Linked DNA regions of Rattus norvegicus: region 1 is linked to region 2. A link is a contact called in public Hi-C data. All regions are on one chromosome and are shown on one strand. Each heading gives the region's core, a stretch centred on a gene start, on an enhancer-like site or on the middle of the called end of the contact. The rest is flanking DNA. Distances are from core to core; before and after follow the strand shown.

Region 1 (7,053 bases), core at 2,006-4,505, 360 kb after region 2:
CTCACTTCTGGTCTTACCCATCCCTGCCTCTGCATACTTGCTCCTATGCCAATGCTAAAGGAATGAGTTGGAAGGCCATCAGTCTCTCCTGCTATTTCCTCAAACTTCTTAGCCCTGGTAGTAACACCACAAACACTCAGGTGCATAAAGCACCTCAAAGTTCTTGAATCTTGACCCTGCAGATCCCCCAAGAAAACCTGATTTTCAAACCAATCACTGGCACCTCTGATGATACTTATAATTTCATTCAGCACCGGGGAATTATGGAGGAAGGTAGCACAGAATTTGGTGTAGCCTTAGCTTTTCCAACCATCAAGTCAGCTTAGGCTATCCAGCCAGGTTGCTTCTAGTTCCCTCCTAAGGTCCAGATGAACCCCATACACATTAGAGAGCCAGGATTCCACAGCCCTTGGATGTGACAGGCATTCCGAGGCTCGAGGCTCGGACTTCCTCAGCAGGGTGGATACAGCTGCTGCTAAGACCTGAAGGTAGGTCAGGTCCTTTGCCCCATAATTACTCATCTGCAGTCAGTCAGTCAGTCAGTTAGTCAGTCAGTGGCTACTTCCTTTATGGCTAGAAATTTCTGTGGTTTGTCATACTAAACTTATTGAACCTTGAGTACATATCAACAGGTTTCAAAGGAAGGCTGACTTTCTTGGAGATTTGGAGTGGGGGTGGGAGGGTGGGTGATACCACTGTATTGTTCCATATGTTCTAGTGTCAGACCAAATTAGATGCCAGCTGAGTACACAAATGCAGGCCAAGCCAGGGAGGAAGGAGTCTGGCTACTCTGGAAATAACAAATCTTGTCTCCCCCATCCCCAAGCTAGGAGGCTACTGGTAACCCCAGGGCTTTCCAGATGATTTTGGTAAAATCTTTATTCTTCCATCTATCATCCAGCAGTGAGTGTAGGGGGTGCCCTGGTGACCCTGAGAATGTGAAATGTCCACTACCCACTTTCTTCTCCCACTCCACACCTTTCTGCTCCTATGGCAAACTAAACCCTCCAGAGAAGGCAGGCGTGTGTTCATGCCCATTCTTTGTGTAACACCCACAAGTCTGACCCAAGCACACCTTATTTATTTATTAAATGCTTCCACAGCTACATATTAAAACATTTCGTTCTCACACAAAGCAATGGGATGTGTTCTTTTATTGCAAAGTCCTTAGTACACAGAGTTAAATATCCCCTTTTCCTAAAGAGGTTGCTACCTCCAAAGAGGAACAAAAGCAGGCAGGTTGTGAGGAAGTGGACTAGCTTTACAGCACCACATGAGACCCCAGGCACTGATGCCAGAGAAGGCTGAGTCTCGCCTGCCTAGCCCAATCTCAGCAGGGAGGTCACTAACGACCAAAACTTTGAGAGATGTGGGTTCTGGGAGACTTGTATGTCTATCTGTAGAGTAACTGAATTGTGACTGAAATGTATTTGAGGGACAGGACAGGGATTAAGATTTTTGGCTTTGACTCTGGGGCTGGCCAAAGATAGCTTAATTACACAGAGGCTTTGAAGGAAGCAGGCTTGCTGCTGGCTACTTACTAGATATCTACTTTCAGACTCGGATGGCTCCAGGAGCCAACACCCTAAAGGAAGACTCTGAGCTGGCAGTTAATCTTCCCCTGGAGATTTAAATGTACACACACACACACACACACACACACAATACTAGTTTACCAAAGTCTCTTTTTTCAGGTGACCACTGACTTCTTCCATATGCCAGAGAAACATTGTTACCACAATCTTCTCTGGAAATGATCCTGTCCCCTTCCCTCCACAGGGCTCATAGCACAGCAGGACACAGATTCCTGAACATTCCCAGGCAGAGCCAGAGCCAGAAGACAGAGAGGAAGGCAATACAGGGCTCTTGGTAGATCACACAGTGACAAGCTTGAACAGAATGCGTGTGTTTCCAAGGGAACAAGAAAAGAGGGCGGCCTAACTCTCATTCCCCCTTGGAAATAACAGGTAAGAAGTTAAACTGTTTTGGCCACAACTTTAAGATGACCATTTTCAGATTGAGAATTGATCTGGTTCCTGGAAACTGACCAAGGTTCCAGAAACCCCATCTTTAAACAGGAACTCATGCCATTAATGAATCTTGAGTTAAACAAGCAAGCTCGATCTAACACTCGTCATGGGCGCATAAAATGGAACTTTTTTTGGGTCCTGGCTTCGGTGGTGCAGTTCAGATGGCTGACAGGATGATTGGACCATGTCAGGCAGGGCAGAGAAGCTGTCCCCAATACATCAGTACCCTGAAAGGGACAAAAGAGGATCCGAACCTATAAACAGAAATAACCTATAAACTAGAACAGGCCCCAGTTTCCCAAGTGAAAAGAGACATGAGACCTAGAAGGAATTAAAGGTGGTTTGGCAGGAGGGAGGAAAAATCAGCTGTCCCCATCCCCCATTCTTCCTTTCCAGGCCAAGGCAAGTGTGACAGGCACTCCATTCCTTCTGCTGCCCTTGAGGGCCACTCCCCACACACTGGAGGGGGAACCGGTGTCCAGACTCGACGAAAAGTTGCTGAGAGTGAGAAGCACACCGGACCCGAAGCAGATGGTCACCCTAATACTCCAGACACAAAAGAGAGCGTTCGGGGCCCACTTCTACCTTCTCCCCACACTCCTTTGGTTGGGGGGGGGGGGAGAGGGAGAGGGAGAGGGAGAGGGAGAGGGAGAGGGAGAGGGGGAGGGGGAGGGGGAGAGGGAGAGGGAGAGGGAGAGGGAGAGGGAGAGGGAGAGGGAGAGGGAGAGAGAGAGAGAGAGAGAGAGAGAGAGAGAGAGAGAGAGAGAAACTGAAGAGGCGAGGAAGAGTGTCCGGCCTCCCAGAAGCTGAGCCTCTTGCCAAGGTCCGGAACAGAGGAGGTGGTGGTCGCGCCCGCCCCTCCCAGCCCCGTCCCGGGAGCGCGCTGACCTTGGAGGCCAGAGTGACAGCTAGGAACCCCGGAACCCACCCAAGGGACGGGAAAGGACTCCCCCTCCCCGCCAAGGCCCAGGTTGGGGCGAAAAGGGGAGGTCACCTGACGCCAGACAAGGGTGAGTCCGTACCCGGCCGCGCGGAAAGCCCGGGCGAGAGGCCAAGCAGCGCCTAAGGTGACCCCGGAGGGCTAACATGGCGGCGCAACCGCGCCGAGTGCCTCTCACCCTGCCCAGGCGGGCGACGCTACGATACCTGCGAGCCCCGCCATGGCACCGCCGCCACTGTCGCCGTCGCTGTCGCTGCCGCTGCCGGCCTCCACCTTAGCTCGCCACCGACGCCGCAGGAGCTGGGGAGACGCCCCCTTCGTCTTCTAGTGAAGCGGTCCAAGGACCCCGTCCAAAATTGGGCTGTCCGCCGCGGACGCCTGACAAACTGACTCAAAGCGAGGCTACTCTCAGGCACTTTTGCCTCAATATCGGCCACAAAATGTCCTTTCGGAACTTTTTATGGACTTGAATAAAATTATAGGGCACTGAGGTCCTCAAGCCCGTGGAATATTTGATCAGGCGCAGTTTGGGCAGCCCCGAACCTCTGGCCCATGGTCTCCTTCATGCATATGCAGCAGATTGTGATCCTTACTCTTTAAGAGCTCAGCGGGCGAGCGTGGTTTAGTTACGCTGATGAACCTGATTCCCCAGAATCTCTAAGACCTAGTGGTTTGTGCACTCTGGGAAAACTTCTCGTGGCTCAGATCTGGCCCTTTCAACCATGGTCTAAGCACGTGGTTCCTTCTGGGTGATGAAATGGCTTGCCCCAGGCTTGTTAAAAAGTCTAGATGAGTCAGTGTGGTCACTTACTAGTTTCTTAGCCAAGTTCCTGAGCTCATACTGTGCGCAAGCGCAGTGCTAGAGGTTAAGGAGGTAGACTTCTACTCCTGACCCCAATTTTCTCAGTCAAGAGGTGCGAGTGAGTGTTGGGGGACAGAGGAGACATTACCGCTGGGTAATCACTTTTATTTGTACCAGTACGTGATTCGTAACTAGGCATCGTGATTCGTAATTAGGCATCGTGGAAGGCACTAAGAGGCAAATTAAAGGAATGGAATCCTAGTGTTTGGAGTGGGTGAGGGTTGGGGCCTTCTTGGGCAGATTGAGTTTGTGTGTTGTGTGAGTGAAGGGATCTTGTTCCAAGGCCATTAACTTTCAGGGTTAGAAGACATGGAGGTGAGGTTCGGGATGGGAGACCAGCTAAGCAACCTGAACGTCCTTCCAGGCACTAAAGTCACGGTGACTCGGACAGGTAGTGACTAAGGGAGCTAAAAGAGATCATATCAAACTGGATGCGGGAAGCATACATTGAGGCACAGGCATTGACACCTAAGCTGAGGTCATAGGTATGAAGAAGAGGTGGTGAGCCCTTGGCCAGGGTGGAAAACAGATTTGACTGTGTGACTCTTGTTTAATTGCTTATGAGTCCTTAAGGATCAGTGTACCTGTACCTGGTCTTCTGTCACTTAACAACAGGAGAAAACAGAGGGCCGGGGAGCTCTGGTTAAATGAATAGTGGGTTGAGCACGGATTCAGAGGCAAATAGTGTTCTTGGGCAGTGCTGATTGGCATTCCAGAAAAACTCTCAGCGTCTCCTTGTTCTCAACACACCCCTGTGCTGTGCCTGGATCCTCCAGTCTTATGGACTGTCTGGAGTCCTATGTAAGAGTGAATCCCTAGTTCAGTTGTCCCGGAAACAACTGGGATACATTTGACACTTGGTAGCCATAACTTCTGCATGGGACGTTCAAAAATGTCTCTAAAACATTTGGAAGAACTTGCACCTATACTGAATATGTACTTTTGTTGTCATTGCCTAAAAACCATAAGTGCTTTTTTTTTATAGCTCTTACAGGTTTTTGATAGGTTATTTCTCTGCTGATGGTGAAATGAGCCAATTCAAGCCAGACTAGAATGCTTTGAAAGGCAGGATTATTGGAAAGCTACTCACTCTCTGGTGAGTTTACTGGCCCTAAGGATGGAACCCAGAAAAGACACCATGGGGGAGAAAGAGAGAAAGGGCGGACACAGAGACAGAAGGAAGGAGGGGGGAGGAGACCAAGGTGGGAAGAGCAAAAATATCTGGCATATATAGGAAGGAGCCTTTGGGCTGGAAAGTTCATGGTTGGGGGCAGGGTATGCCAAGAAGGGACTGAGGGATGCTGGGAAAACCTGGAGGCCAGGACTGCTTTGATATATAAAATACACACCCCGGTCTCTTATCCCAGGGTCCAAAACCAGTTTTAGCAGTGAACCGTGGGAGGATGTGTGTAGGGTACCTGTGAACACTGCATCATTTTATGAAAGACTTGAGCATCCTCATATTTAGGGCCTTGGAACCAATCCCCTCTGAATTTTGAGGGACACACGTATTTTATGCGTAAATGGAACAAACCAGGAGGACACTACACACTAGAATACTACAGATTAGTCTGATGTACAGTCTATGGGTTAAAAGGAGGTGGAACCAACCCGGTGCAAACAGCACGATTCCATTTCTCTAGCTCAAGAGTTGTCGAAACTGAGCCGAGGTGATAGCAATCAAATTAGTGGCTTCTTGGGATCAGGAGAGGAAGACGACTCGGCTTAGGTAGATGGTCTCATGGGAAACACTCATCCAGCTGGTCCTAGAAAAAAAAAATAGGAAAAGAATATTTTAAGAGACCCTGTTGAGTAGCGTTTTCCTGCATTGTGCATTCAGATGCTGATTTCTGTATCCAGAGACCCAGTAGCCGTCTGGACTTTGGTATTGCCATGGTTAGGAAGCATTTCCTGACTCAGTGTTTTGTGAAACGTTGTATTGCAGCATCTTGATTGGTTAAAATAAAGAGCGGAACAGCCCACAACTGGACAGGAAAGGGAAAGGTGGGACCTCAGGGTCCAAAGAGAGGGAGACAGCCTCAGGTGGGGAACCAGGGAGTTGCTGGCACTGGGGAGCACATGGAGAAGGAAGCACCAAGACAAGATGAAGAGGGCAGGTATCGGGCCGTGTGGCTGGAAAGTAGGCTGAGAAGTAGTCTAAGGCCAGCTTGGTCAGGTTAGAATAGCCTAGAGCCTGCCCGGCTATAGTGTCTGAGGTTTATTAGTAAATATAAGGTCTCCGATTCAGTATTCAGAACAAGAGTGGATGTCGAAAAGCTCTGTATCTATACAAAACAAGGGTCAGAAAGCGTGTTTCAAGTACTTCTGTGGCAGGTGTGGGCCCTGGCAAAGCCCTAATGGCCAACTTTCTCATGGGAACTCTGCAAAGCTGGGAGGCAGGCATGGCTTCTGACCTCTGCTCGACCACCCTGGTCGCTTCCACCCTCAGGCTTGCTCCACTTGGATCCTGGGATTTTGAATGACCCAGAAACCCTTTCTGCCCTAAAATTTGGCTAAGCCAACCTTGACTTCCTGCCAAGGCCTCTGAAATTATCCCGTCCTCCTGGTACCCAACCAGGACACCTGCTTTCCTCAACTCTGCAACCTCTGAAACTTGTCTTTTCCTTGGGGAATCCCTGCCCCCCTTAGACCTTTTTGTCTTCACCACCAAAGTTTGGTCCTGGTCACCATCCTCCTTCCCTCAGGCCTCACTGCCCTTTCTGTTCTGATTCCTCTCAAACCCCAAAGTCCTTGGGATGACTAGGTTTTTGCCAACGTGGCCTAGAATCACCTGGAGAGAGTCTCAGTGAGGGATTTATTTAGAGCAGGTTGACCCATAGGCGTATCTGTGGAAGAGGCTCTTGATTGCTTTAATTAATATGGGAAGACCTGGTCTGAAAGTTAGCAGCACCATTCCCTGGCTTTGGAACCTGGACTGTGTAAGCAGAGAAAGGTAGGTTGCACCTAAGCCTGCATGCGTTCATTCTCTGCCTGTGGATGTGGTGGGGCCAGCTGCTTCCAGCTCCCGGCACCTTGACCTTCTCCCCACTCTCCATGACGGACTGTAATCTGGGTTTGTAAATCAAGTCAGTCCCTTCTCCCCTAAGCTGCTCTCTGTCAGGTACTTTGTTTCTGTTTTTTGTTTGTTGTTTTGTCTTTATCTCAGCAACAGAAACCACAGGCCTCCTTCACACAGCAGCCAGGAGAGTCTTGCTATGATG
Region 2 (7,516 bases), core at 2,293-4,792:
AGACGTACACACACATATGGAACAACAATAAAGAAAAATAGCCAGGGCTGGAGAGATGGCTCAGTGGTTAAGAGCACTGACTGCTCTTCCAGAGGTCCTGAGTTCGATTCCCAGCAACCACATGGTGGCTCACAACCATCTGTAATGAGATCTGATGCCCTCTTCTGGTGTGTCTGAAGGCAGCTACAGTGGACTTATATATAATAAATAAATAAATGTTAAAAAAAAAAAAGAAAAGAAAAATAGCCATGAATCTGAGAAAGCACCAAAGGGAAATACAGGGGAGGGGTTGGAGGGTGACGGGACAGGGAGAGTGATGTAATTATATTATAATCTCGAGGAAAATTATAGTACCAGAAAGAATTACAGATGCAGGGCTGGAGAGATGGCACTTGCTGTGTGGGCCTGAAGCCCTCAATGTGATCCCTGGAACCCATGTAAACATAGGAGAGAACCAACTCAACAGGAGTTGTCCTCCAACCTCCACACATGCACCAAGGCATGGGTGCCCATTATAAATTAAAATTTTATTTTAAAAAAATCGTTGTGACAGGGTTGGAAATATATGTCATTAGTAGAGTGCTTAAAACAACAACAAAATCAAAGATAGCTCTAAATCTCCAAATCTACAGCTAAGAAAAGAAACAGAAACTATTCTCTATAATTGGTAAAAACATAGGTTTTTAAGATCGAAGCGAAAGCGTAGGAAATACAGTGTAGTAATTGACTTTGATTAGAATTCAACAAAGACTTCACAAAAGAAGATTTAAAACTGCTAAGTAGTAAACCACCAGAAAGTGTGAGTTAGGAGAGTGAGTAAAGGGAAGATGTCAGCAGGGCTCCCTGTGAGTTAGATGGGGGCGGAGTCTGTGGGGAGGATTCTTAGGGGGCAGCAGAGAGAGAGAGAGGAAGATGCCTTTATTCCAAGTGCCTTTCACCAACAACTAAAACTCAATTCATATAGAAGTGCTTTCTAAAGCAAACATTTAAGCATCAATCAGCTCTGCCTAACTTTGGATTTAGAATTTAGATCAGCAGCTTTCTCTGGAGTCACAGATGAAGGAACATAGTCCAGGCAGAGTGACCTGCAGAAAGCACAAGACTTGGACTGAGTTCAACATGGTTCAACATGCTTAAGAACTTGAAACGAGTGTCTAATTTCAGTGACTTGGACATACACTGTAGTCAATCACGCTTATCTGAGAAGACCAAATAAGGCCTGAGAGACTAGAATGCTTTTCTGGGGTGTCAAAAAAAAAATCAATATATTTTCAACTGAGATGTTATTAAATCTTTCTTATTTTTTTGTATAGCATATATGTGTATGTGCGCATGTATGTGCACGTGTGTTCATGCACTCACCCATTCATGTATGCATGGATGATTGCCAGAGTTAGACGTTGAGTGACTTCATATATCATCTCAACCTTTTAAGAGAGAGTCTAGCCTATTTCAACTAGACTGGCAGGCCAGAGCACCCTTGGGATTTGCCTGTCTTTACTCCTCCATTTCTTATTACCTGTAACCCCCAGGTTACAGGCCGCACTGCCACTGCACCTCATGCTCGCTCAGCAAGCATGCGTTATCCACTCTCCAGCTCTCCCATTTCAGATTCCCTCAGTTTTCCAGTTATGAACCTTCTGTTGCAGACCACTATCCTTTACTAAGTCCATTCTGCCTTTTCCTGAAAACATGTAAGTAGTCTCAGGTACTTTTCTCTCATATGAGTACAGACACAAGTACAACAGTCACTCCCTATTTCCAATTCCATGCCTAGCAATTATTTTACCAGCATTATGAGTCAGAGGAATCCTATATGTGAATCCTGCTCGTGTGTATAACGAAAGATTTTTTACATCCCAGTTACATACTGAAATAGTCTGTCTTGATACCCCCTGGGGGATGGCTCCTGAACTCCAGAAAATACCAAAATCCAAGGATGTTCAAGTCCCTGATTTAAAATGGCAATGCATTTGCACATAGCCTATGATCGTCTCTAGAGTATATTGATTGGGGAAGGACAAGTCTGTTCATGCTCAGGATAAATGTAATTTTTCCCAAATATTCTTTTTTTCTTTTCTTTTCTTTTTTTCGGAGCTGGGGACCGAACCCAGGGCCTTGCGCTTGCTAGGCAAGCGCTGTACCACTGAGCTAAATCCCCAACACCCCCAAATATTCTTGATCTGCTGAACCCATGGGCATGAATTCGACAAACAGGCCATCACAACTCTAATGTAAACTTATGACCAATCTGGGTTTCTGTATTAGAGTGACTCTAATCCGCTATAAAACAACAACAAAACGATCTTGAGGGGCTGGAGAGATGGCTCAGTGGTTAAGAGCACCGACTGCTCTTCCTGAGGTCCTGAGTTCAAATCCCAGCAACCACATGGTGGCTTACAACCATCTGTAATGAGATCTGATGCCCTCTTCTGGTGCATCTGAAGGCAGTTACAGTGTACTCATATACAATAAAATAAAATCTTAAAAAATAAATTTATAAAAAAAAAAAAAAACACGATCTTGAGCTGTAACACCACCAAGAAAACAGGTAGTAGTTAACTGCCCTGCTGTAAAGACAAATTTTGTGTGTGTGTTTTGCTGGGAATATCTAATAATGATAACAAGCACCATTTTTTTTATTCGGAGCCAGACACCCCATCGATCATCAGGGTAACGGCCTGGCAGAAAGGAACATGGGGCTGAGAAGAGCTTTTGTGTGTGCTGACTTTGATCAAACTACAGTGCGTGGTACAAATGAACTAATTGCTACACACGATGAGGCGGAAAGAATGGGGAAGTTAAATGGCTCATACTGCTGAGCCAAGCAGCATGGCAAACTGCGTTACCTTGCGCGCTAAATTAACTTCTTACGACCCCACTTTCTCCTTCTGTGGAATGGGAATCCAATAGTGTTTCAAAAGAGCGGGGGGGGGGGGGTTTCCTAATCAAAGGGCTGGGCAGCGATGAGCAATGCACTTAACCACTGGGTTGGGTCTGATCGATTTAACGGCAGCACTGTGCCGTTTGGGGCGCTGGGCGGCGCGCAGAAATCAAGTTTGAAAGTCTGGAGCCTAGGGAACCCGGGAGCAGCGTAAGACTCTGAACCAGCAGCTCCCTTCCTGAGCTTCGGTTTCCCGCCTCAAAACAAATGGGTGGGTTGGCCGAGTTACACCCACCCTTCCCTCCCCGCACTCCTCAGAGACCCTCGTAGGTGGGGGAACTCCCACCACCCGATAGGCTGGGGCGGGGGCGGGCCGGGGGTGGGGCCTGGCGAGGGTCGGGGCCGCCGCCCACCTGCCGCCGCTCACCTCTAGGCTGTAGTTGCCGCGGATGGCGGTGAAGTCGTCCAGGGCTTCGGCGGCGCTCCCCTCGTCCAGGTTCAGCTCCTGGCACAGGGCCTGCAGCGCCTCCCTGGCCGCGGCGACGGCTGCCGCCCCCTCGGCGTGGGGCTCGTCCTCGAACATCCCCTCCGGCCCGACGGGCGGCGCGACCGGCTTCGGGGTTTTCTTTTCCCTCCCGGCGAGCTACCCACAACCCCCCGCGACAAAGCGCGCGAAAATCGCCTACTTGAGCTCGCCTTCCCCTCATCGTCTGCCTCCGCTTTTCTTCTCAAAAAGTCCCTTTCTCCTCTGGGGCCCGCAGCAACCCGTCTCCGGAAATGGGAGAAGATGAACCTCGGACTCTAAAGATCTAGCTCGGACCCTGCCTGAATGGGCAGCTGCGGGACCCCGGGCCGCGGGGACCGACGTGAGAGGGAGCGGAGCGGAAGGATCCGAGCCGGTGCTGAGGCTGCCGGGACTGTAACTCGCGCCCCGCGCTCTCCACAGAGAGTCCCGTGGTGTGGGTAACTTGGGACTGCGAGTCCTTTCACTCTAGTGGGAAGCCTTCTCCATAACACTATCCTGTAGACCCTAGTTTGTCAGCTCCCCAGCGAGCCTCCAACCCGCTCTCATTGAGCTTTGACCCTTGATGGAGATGGGAGGCGGGAGCTACCGAAAGTGGCTCCTTCACCTTAGAAGCGCCACGTCGTAGGCTCCTAAACCTCGCCAGAAAGGGATGCAGGGGAAAGGGTTTGAGGTAACACCCTCAGCCTCACTCCCAGGATTCTGGGAACTGTCCCAGTAAGTAGTCATTTCAGGAATAGAGATGTTCTTCGTGCTCACCTGAAAGGTTTTTAAAAGCGTAAACTAGAAACTGTTTCCACTCAGAATCCTTCAAGAGATTAGTTTTTGTCTTTAAAATACGTAAAAATATAGCACTCAGATGCACCAGGTAATTCTTAACCTTGAGAATATCAAGCTGGTTCTCAGTCAGAGGAGGCTTTTCTCTGTATGAAACTGAAACTGCTATTGTGCATGTCTTTGCATACCTGGCTCTTCATTTAAGTCTAATTGTCACCCTCTCAGGCCATTTCTGAGCAGTACATCTAAAAGCTGACATCTAACATCCGTTTCATCGTCTCCATTGTACTTTATCTGAAATGGTCATGCTCACTGATCCGCTCATCCAAAAGAGTTGGATGGTAAGATAGTCCCTTTCGTCTTCACTGTATTCCCCTAATTTAGATTATTTCTCCACAGTAAGGACTTCTTAGAACAGTGTGTTTGAAAAATTACAGAGCGCTCCTTGTTTGGTTGACGGAGTCACTAGAGAAGAAAACAGGGATGTTAAGGCAAGTTATGAAGAAATTCCTATGCCCTGCTAAAGCCTCATGATCTACTCAAAGCAGAGATTTTAACATGTTAGTGATGATCAATCTGGTTTTGGACAAAATCCACTGACTGCAGCTATGGCCTCATGAACTGTATACGATAAAGACTACCAAGTATGGAGATAGCAGAGTGTTATCTTACATGCTAAAAGGTGCCATACCTTTGGATTAAAATACAAAGGTATATTGCTGAGGGAAGAGTCCTCATACAGGGAGAGGTAACCCTCTCTAAATCCCAGATAGACAAATGACAACAGACCAAAGAAACAGCTCTGGCTTCATCAAGCTTTAGTGAAACAGAGAATTAGTTTGCTGGGATCACATAGAAGGAGAGCATGGATGACTCAAAGGCGTCTGCATCATCAAAATGCCCATTATTCTGTCCGGGGTGACAACCTACAAAAGCTGCAGCTCCCTACACACACACACACACACACACACACACACACACACACACACACACACACACACACGCACACACGCATCCCTGGGGAAGGCTGTGCATAAGACTATGAGCCTTCTATAGCTACAGAGTACTCCAGTAGCATAGGTTGTCATCCAGGACAAGGAGTTAAAAGATTTTAAATAGGATGGGCTACCTGTCTCAAAAAGTAAAAACAAAACCAAAAAAACCCCCAAAACTTCAATTGTGTAAAATATCCTCACCCCAATCACTCAGTTCCATGCCAACTCTTGAGTTTTCATTGGGCTGTGATTAGGATTGGTGGGACTCAAATTATGCTGGCTGCAAATTCTCCCTAAGCAGCCTGATTATTCTGACACTGCATGACAGTTGGAGACTCTTTTGGTGGAAATCTAGTTTTCTCTTCATTTACAGACCACACTGTGGTAGAAATCCAAGTGCTTCTGAGAAATCTTTTTCTTATGGCCTTGGCTCAATGATAAGCCAGACCTGCTCACCCATGAAGCAGACCAAAGAGGCCTGGAAGGTGGAAAGAAAGCAGACAGGACCAAATGTACCAGCTATTCTGGAGTGACTGAGTTAGGCATGGTGAGAGGTTCCAGTGACATTGGAAATGGAATAAGGATGGGAGCTGAAGAGAAGGCTTAGCAGGTAATAAACAAGCACTTGCTGCTCTTTAAGAGGATGTGGGTTGAGTTCCCACCATTGGCATTCCAGCTGGCAGCCATTCATAACAGCAGTTCCAGAAGATCAGATACCTTCTTCAGGCCTCAGCAGTTACCAGCCACAAGCACAGACCACACACACACACACATGCTGCAAAACACTGACACATATAGGCTAAAATACATAAGCAGATAAGCCTTTAGAAACAAGAACATGCAAATGGGAAATGAGGTTGAGTCTCCCCATTCTGTTTTTCTAAAAATAATACTGGAATAGTCTACTGCAAATCATCTCAAGATTATCTCATACATTTCACTTTGTGTTGTAGAAATTTTAATATTCCTAACATCTGAGGTAGTTCAGTAAATGGCAGTCCTCTGTCTCTGAGTGTGTACTTCTTCCTGTGAATTTTAACCAACAAATATAAATAAACGAAGCATTGCTATGCTTGACGCCATCTCTTGGTGGCATTACCCACAAAATAAAGATTTACCTGAAGGGAAAGGGATTCCACACAAAACAATGGAAAAGGAAAATGGGTCATTCAGCTTTTTATGGCCACTTGAAATCTAAACTATGTCCACAGTTAGGCTCTGTAATCATAGTCACCTTAAATTTTTGGGTTTCAAAAGAGACTTCATCCCTGTCTCTGTGAAGAGTCTTGCTGTATATTTCTGCCTTGCCTAGAGTTTGCTAAGCAGATCAGGGTGACCTTGCACTAGTGACAGCTCTCTCACCTCTATTCACAACTGCTGGAACACAGGCATAAGATGCCAGGCCTGGCTTGTTCTCTCACATTTTTTTTTTAAAGATTTTATTTATTATATATAAATACACTGTAGCTGTCTTCAGACACACCAGAAGAGGGCATCAGACTTCGTTACAGATGGTTGTGAGCCACCATGTGGTTGCTGGGATTTGAACTCAGGACCTCTAGAAGAGCAGTCAGTGCTCTTAACCACTGAGCCATCTCTCCAGCCCCGTTCTCTCACTTTTTAAGTATGGAATCTTTCTGTCCCTACAGGTCTGTTTCTACCCTGAGAATGGAACAGTTCATGAAATCAAGTCAAAGACTGAAAAAAAAAAAAAGGTTCATGAATAAACACCAGTTTTTATATAATTTCATTATCTGTACAGTATACTAACTTTAGGAGTGAAGTGGCCAGTCCATGAACTTGATAAAACAGTGGAGGCTCAGTATCACTAAAAGCATATTTGGTTGTTTGAGTGCCAAGTCATGCATGGCGTTGGAAGGGAGGGTATGACAAGGTTTCCCAAATTTGGAGCAGAACAAGCAGGACCTGGGCTTCTATGAGTATTGACAGTTGTAGGGCATGAGGCTTATTTGTATAATGATGTATAGTGTTATACAAATTATTACTATACAAATTATTTGCTTTATGGTCCTCCTTCGGGATACCTCCATGATAGTTAGAAACAGATTCCAGGAGTTGAGGGTGTGTCTATGTTCCTTAGCAAAAATAGTAAGTGCTGTGACCTTCAGGACAGCCCTTAAGGCTGTGGAAAAGAATTCGGAAAACATGAGTTCAAAAATATATACTTTCTCAACTATGCAAAATATAAAGATGCAATATGAATTGCATGATTGTCTTGACAGACCTAAAAGAACAATGGCACTAATAAGCCAGCTTGTCAGAAAGATATGAGCAGGCAGATAACTGAGTTTAAGATCAGCTTGGGACAGGTGAATT

The links. Hi-C and Micro-C count contacts between places; a contact is called where the count stands out from the background.
Region 1: a Hi-C map of liver shows a contact between it and region 2, with 4 times the contacts expected there. The contact joins the promoter of Blcap here to the promoter of Rbl1 in region 2. A contact is called at or near these places in 3 of 12 Hi-C or Micro-C datasets (Schwann cells, liver and mammary epithelial cells) and 1 of 1 datasets of contacts at active chromatin or transcription factors (oligodendrocytes).

Annotation. Positions count from the first base shown.
Region 1 is chr3:166,649,574-166,656,626 of GRCr8, forward strand. Blcap (BLCAP, apoptosis inducing factor) reads right to left here and starts at 3,256. Exons shown (of 2, transcript NM_133582.3): 1 at 3,177-3,256.
Region 2 is chr3:166,285,834-166,293,349 of GRCr8, forward strand. Rbl1 (RB transcriptional corepressor like 1) reads right to left here and starts at 3,543. Exons shown (of 22, transcript NM_001191066.2): 1 at 3,312-3,543. The coding sequence starts at 3,467. LOC134486195 (a long non-coding RNA gene) reads left to right here and starts at 3,818. Exons shown (of 2, transcript XR_010065010.1): 1 at 3,818-4,124; 2 at 4,410-7,516.